Linked DNA regions of Oryctolagus cuniculus: region 2 is linked to region 1. The links are chromatin contacts, called in public Micro-C maps. All regions are on one chromosome and are shown on one strand. The core of a region is the stretch at or near the end of the contact, and the rest is flanking DNA. Distances in the headings are between cores, read along the strand shown. Region 1 holds the start of PTOV1 (PTOV1 extended AT-hook containing adaptor protein). Region 2 holds the start of DBP (D-box binding PAR bZIP transcription factor).

Region 1 (2,834 bases), core at 235-2,734:
TGTCACTCCCCGCCTCGAAAGAGACGCCCGGACGTGGGGAGCCCGCTGAGCACCGTCCGCTCGGCCACCGGGCCGCTGGGCGCCGGCTCCGGCCCTCGCTTCTGCCGCCCAGCGCTCAGGCCTGAGCCCCGGGGCCGAGGCGGAGCCCGGGACCGCCCGGGCCGCGCCAGCCTTCCGGCTTCAAGTCAAAGGAGCAAGAGAATGATGAAAGAGGAAACAATTTTAATGAGTAAATCTTTCTATTTTTCAATCTGTATTTTTTCAATCTTGAACTGCACACCTAGGCTGCAGTGCCCTGCGTGTTTGTATTCTGTCCCATGCATTGGCCACCGTTCAGTAAAGATACCATTTGATTACGTCTCTGGCCCTGGACTCTGCTTCTCCCTGGCTGAGCTCGCCCACGAGTGACCCGCCCGGCCGCCCGGGGCTGTGCCTGGACCGGGGCGTGGAGGAGGGCCGGGGCGGGGGAGGCGGGCCGGGCCTCAGGACCAGGCAGGCGACGGGATGCGCAGGTGCCTCCCCCTTCCCAGGAGTTTCATTCCCCGTAAAGCAGCCAGAGGTCCTTAAAAATATCCACAAAGTTACGAGCGAGTCTGCCTCCAGCCGGCTCTGGAGCCGGGAGCCGCGCAGCCGGCGTGACCGGGCTGGCCTGACCGCCCCGCTGCCTCCACGCTGCTGACCGGGAGCCACAGCCCGTGATCGGTCTCCCGCCGAAAACGGGCCTCTGTCTGCTCGTTAAGGGTGCACTGAGTGGAAAGGGTCGGAGGGCCGGGCCGCCGCCGAGGGTTTTATTCGGGTCTCGCGTGGACGGCTCGGGCGGGCGCGGGGGCCCGAGTGGAGCAGGGATGCGAACCCGCGCCCTACGCGTGCGGGGCCTCTGGGCTCTTTTTCAAGAAAAGCTGACAAGTATTTGAGTACCGTGCCAAGCACGGGTTTATTATTTGACGTCACAACCGCTGTAAGTATAGATATTTAGACGAAACAGATTCAAGCAAGAATTCAGCGACAGCTGAGCGGCTCACAGCGGGTGGGCGGAGCCTGGACGCGGGAGCCAATGGGCGCACGGCTATGACTAGCGGGGGCGGGCTTCATGGGCCGCGGGCCCCGCCCCGTCCCGCGAGGGCCTCTGGGAGTTGTAGTCCCTTCCCCATCAACCACGTCACCGCTACCAAGAAAACCTTAAGCGCTCCAATGTGCGCTGTGCGATCCGTACCCCAGTCCTCTCTGGTAGGGTCCCTCGTCCCCCCGACTCATTATACGTCCTCCCCTATTTCCTGAAGTGTTTTGGTATGGTCTCCTGACTGCGCGGGAGTCCTGACTCCCAGCCCAGAACCGAAGTGGCACCGTCTTCAAGTCCACCCTCTCCAACTCTTTGGTACCGTCTGCGGCCTCCGCCACGCCCCCTAAAACTTCCCTCGCGCGCCCTCCCGGCCCCGCCCCGCCGGCCGGAGCGGCCCGACGTGTCCCCCTGCGGCCGGTCCCTCGCTCCCCCTTTTCCCGGGTTCCCCCCGCCCCGCATGGTACGCTCCGGCCACGCCCCTCGCGGACGCGGTTGGTACGCGCCGGGCTCCCCCGCGCGCCGCAGTGGTTTGGCCGCGGCGACCCCTCAGGCAGCGCGTCCCCCGCGCTTGGTACGGCTCAGCCCGTCGCCCCTCGGTCGGTGGCCCGCGGCAGCCCCCAGCCCGCTCCTGCTGCCATGGTCCGTCCGCGCCGCGCTCCGCACCGCTCCGGCGCTGGGGGTCCCCTCGGGGGTCGCGGCCGCCCCCCGCGGCCGCTCGCGGTGCGCGCCGTGCGCTCGCGCTCCTGGCCCGCCAGCCCCCGGGGGCCGCAGCCGCCGCGGATCCGGGCCCGCTCGGCCCCTCCCATGGTGAGCCCCGCGCCTTGCTTCCAGAGCCTTCCACGGCCCCGCCCCCGGGGGCCTCCCCAGGCTCCCACGCCACTGTGCGCAGCCCCCTCCTCTCCGGGGGCGCCGCCGAGGCGCGGGGGGTGGCCCCGCGCGGGGCCGAGGTCCCCCGTGGCCCCGGGTGGTCCGCGTCCGGCTCTCCCCTTTGTTAGGCGGGTAGGCCGGGGTGGGGGGGCCCGGGGGCGGGGCGGGCTCAGATTACTGCTGACTGCGCGGCCCGCTGGACGCGGGTGGGGGGCGGGCGCCGCGCGCGCTTGTTTTTCCGATTGCAAAGTTGCTTCCTTGCTGGGCAGGGGCAGGGCATTGGACGTGGGGGCCAGGGGCTGCGTTCCGCACGCGCGCGCCCGTGCGGTCCCGGGTGGCGTCCTCCCCCAGGTCCTGCCAGTGGCCGACCCTGGAGTTGACTCCCACGCACGCCCGGGACCTTGGGCGTCGGCGCGCGCCGTGCGGCTCCTGCAGGCGGCATGCACTTTTCAGAACCCCCGGCGAGGCTTTCTCGAGGGCGGTGCGAGCGCGCGTGCCCGTGTTGCTCGCGGCTCGTTCGCGGACGGGACACGCGTGGACGCCCGGGCCCCGAGACGTGTGCTCCCGGGGCTTTGAGCTCCCCTCCAGGTGCTCCGCGGGCCCCCCTGCGTGGCGCACGGGGCGGCGGCACCTGTCCGGGTGGAGATTTACTTTGGGGGGGGGTAGCAGGTGAGCCCTCATCTGGGTGTGCTCTTGCTGCCAGGGCGGGTATGCCTGGGTGCCAGGCAGGCGTCCCTGACGGTTCCCTGCGGGACCCCAGATCCAGCCAGCTCCCAGGTGCCCAGCGGCCAGCCTGCCTTCCAGGTGACCCTAAACCCTGCTGTGTGGCAGTGCGTGCGCGCAGGGGGGCCCGCTGCTTAGCCCCCCCAGGCACTGCGCGCCCCGAATGTGGCAGGTAGGACAGCCC
Region 2 (2,834 bases), core at 129-2,628, 780 kb before region 1:
GCTCGAGATGGGAGAAGCGGCCCGGCTCACGGAGACCCCCGGGGGACACGGGGGCGGCACAGGCAGACGCCGGGGGACACCGAGGCGGGGGCGGGGCAGGGACGCGGACCACAGCCGCCCAGGGCAGCCAGGGGCGGAGGCTCAGGGCGAGTGGGGGTCGGCGCCGGGACAGGTGCGCCGGGAGACTGACAGCCGCGCGGCTCCCCCGCCCTCCAGAGGGGGCTTTACTCGTGGGGCACACTCCTCATCCCCAGACTCCATGTGAGCCCGCGAGGCTCCGCCCACGCCCGTGTCACCTCCGTGTGAGCATCCGACACACCCCCTCCCTTCTCCCTGGACCCGGGGGTCCGGGCTCCCGAGCCAAAGGGGCCCCAGGGGCCTGGGGCGCTGGACTCCTGAGTCTTGGGGCGGGCGGAAGAGGGAGGTCCTCACGTACGGGCTTCAGAGCCGGCATTTGGGGCGGGGGGTCCTGGGCTCTAAGGGGCTCTAGGGATCTAAAAGCTCAAGAATGAACAGACACAGGTGCGGAGAGACGCAGTCCCTGCACTCGGGGCGGCACCTGCGGCCCCAGGGAGTGGGCTGTCCGGATCGGAGGAGGCGGGGGTGGGGGCTCACTCACAGCTGGCCGGCTCTTTGGGCTTGCTGGTCCCCTGCAGAAGGCTGCGGAGCCCGAGCAGCGATCCCCCGCCAGGGGCGGCCCCGGGCGGGCCTCCCAGCAGCAGCGGGGCCGGGGTCCTGTCGCTCAGAGGCCGCGCCATCGCCCGGCACCTGCCCCCAGGCTCATGGGCTCCCGGGGCGGAGGCGGGCGCGGGCGGGCCTGCCAGTCACCAGCACGGTCCTTGCCGCGGCTCGGGCGAGTGTCCGGCCCGGGGGCGGGCGAGGGCAGCTTGCAAGCCTCCAGTATCCAGCACGGGGCCTGGCGGTGCTCGGGGCAGGAGCGCCCGGCAGCCCGGGCGACGCGACGGCTCCTCGGGTGCCCGCGGCGCTGCCTCTGCAGGGTGGGCGAGCCCGGCTCCCGCGAAGTCCGCCGCTCTCGCAATGCAAGGCGCTCTGCGCCCCGCACCCGGAGGTGTGCGCCGCGCGGCGGGGGAGGGGGCCGCCTCGAGGCGGGGCCACAGCAAACTTCTTTCGCGGAAAAAAAAAAAAAAACCAAAACACCGACGCCACAGCGCGCGCCCCTCCTCTCGGCCCCCGCCGGCCGCCCTGGCCATCCTCCCCGGCCGCGTGCCTCCCTCCGGCCGCCGGCACGGGCCAATCGCGTCCCGACCCCTGGAGACCCGCAGCCAATGGGAGCCCTCGGATCTGCCGCGGCCCGGGAGGGCGCGTGAGGGGCTGAGCGCGTGCCGCGGCCTCGCCGCTCGGAGGGAGGCGGGACACTGACCTACATTTGCCCAATGGGAGGCGGCTCAGGGGGCGGGACCGTGACCCAGTTCTGGCCAATGAGGCGGGAGGGAGGGGGAAGCACATGGCCCGGCGCGTGCTGCCGACGGCGGGGGTGGGGCGGGGAGGTGCCTCTTAAAGGAGCCGCGTGCCCAGATGGGTCTTTTTCTTTGGGGGAGGCGGGGGAGGCCTGCGTGCCCAGATGGGTCGCTTTTGGGGGGACGGAAGCTCCGGAAGAGAGCGACTGGCTTCTGGGAGGCGGCAGCTCTTATCTGCTACCCAAGTTTTCCGCCCACCGCGCCTAGACTCAGACCACCGAGAAGCAGGAAGTGTTCTGTCTCTTTAATAGCTTTGTTTTGGGGGTGACCTCCCTCCCCTCGTGGGGAGGCTCGGGACGGGCAGGCGCAATCCTGGACGCGGAGCTTCAGCGACCTAGCGGAGCGCCATCCACTGTGGAGACAGACGGCGGAAGTTCAGGGGCGCGGGGCAGAGGGCGTGGGCGTGGCCGCGCCGGGCTCTACCACACGGAGACTCCGGCGGGGGGAGCCGGAAAGTGCCAAGCCGAGCAGCTACGGGGAGTGGCCAGGGCTGCACCCGGCGGGGGTGGGGCGCGAGGGCGGGGCTGGGCCGTACCATGTGGAAAAGCCGGGGGGGCCCGCCAGCTCGCTGGGCTGAACCACCGAGAGGCGGCGGGGAGGGGGAGGGATTGTACCATGTCGGCTGCCAGCAAGGGGGCGCTGTGGGACGTACCACATGGAAACCGGGAGGGGATCCGGACTGTCCCGTTTTGGAAAAGGCAGAAGCGGGACCCCCGCGGGGAAGCCAGGACGCTGCCTTGCCAAGCAGCAAAGAGGAAAGGGGGCACCGTGGCCCGTGGCGGGTTGTACCACGTGGACATGCAGCGGGGAAAAGGCTGAGCGCTCAGGGTCAGCGCGAGACGTGGAGGGGTGCGGACTGGGCCCTACCATGCAAGCGGTAGTTGGGGCCTCGGCAGCGCCTCTCGGGGTGCCGTGGGTCCCTGTTGCCCCTCAGGGCCCTGTGGGCCAGGGGCTGCAGGGGCCGGCCGTTGCCGCTGAGGCTCTGGAAGATCTGGGACGGCGGGTTCTGGCTCAGGAGTCTCAGGGAGTGCATCTGCGGGAAAGCGGGGCGCAGGACGGGGGTGAATGCGAGCGGGTGGGCGGGGCCTGGCCAAGCCCCACCCCCAGGGCGCGCGGGACCCTCGGAGCTCCCGGCGGCTGGGGAGGGGGCGGGCGGCCAGCGGACACCCCTGCCTCACCTGCAGGGAGGTGATGTTGAGGGCCCGGTCAATGAGGATCCAGGTGACCGTCTCGGAGCAGGGCGGGGTGCTGAGGGAGCCCTGGTAGGTGATGAAGCCGAAGGACTCGGGGAACAGCAGCTCCAGGCTCAGGTCTTGAAGGAAGTAGGCGTCGTCTGCGCGAAGAACAGGCCACAGG

The links. A called contact is a pair of places that touch in the nucleus more often than the background predicts.
Region 2: a Micro-C map of ear pinna shows a contact between it and region 1, with 7 times the contacts expected there. The contact joins the promoter of DBP here to the promoter of PTOV1 in region 1. A contact is called at or near these places in 3 of 6 Hi-C or Micro-C datasets (ear pinna, psoas muscle and an unstated tissue).

Annotation. Positions count from the first base shown.
Region 1 is chr18:7,710,396-7,713,229 of mOryCun1.1, reverse strand. PTOV1 (PTOV1 extended AT-hook containing adaptor protein) reads left to right here and starts at 1,484. Exons shown (of 13, transcript XM_051841669.2): 1 at 1,484-1,631. The coding sequence starts at 1,518.
Region 2 is chr18:8,491,875-8,494,708 of mOryCun1.1, reverse strand. DBP (D-box binding PAR bZIP transcription factor) reads right to left here and starts at 1,378. Exons shown (of 4, transcript XM_051831357.2): 1 at 620-1,378. The coding sequence starts at 758. It overlaps CA11 (carbonic anhydrase 11), which reads right to left. Exons shown (of 8, transcript XM_070063136.1): 6 at 2,657-2,811; 7 at 2,346-2,511; 8 at 1,708-1,830. The coding sequence ends at 1,805.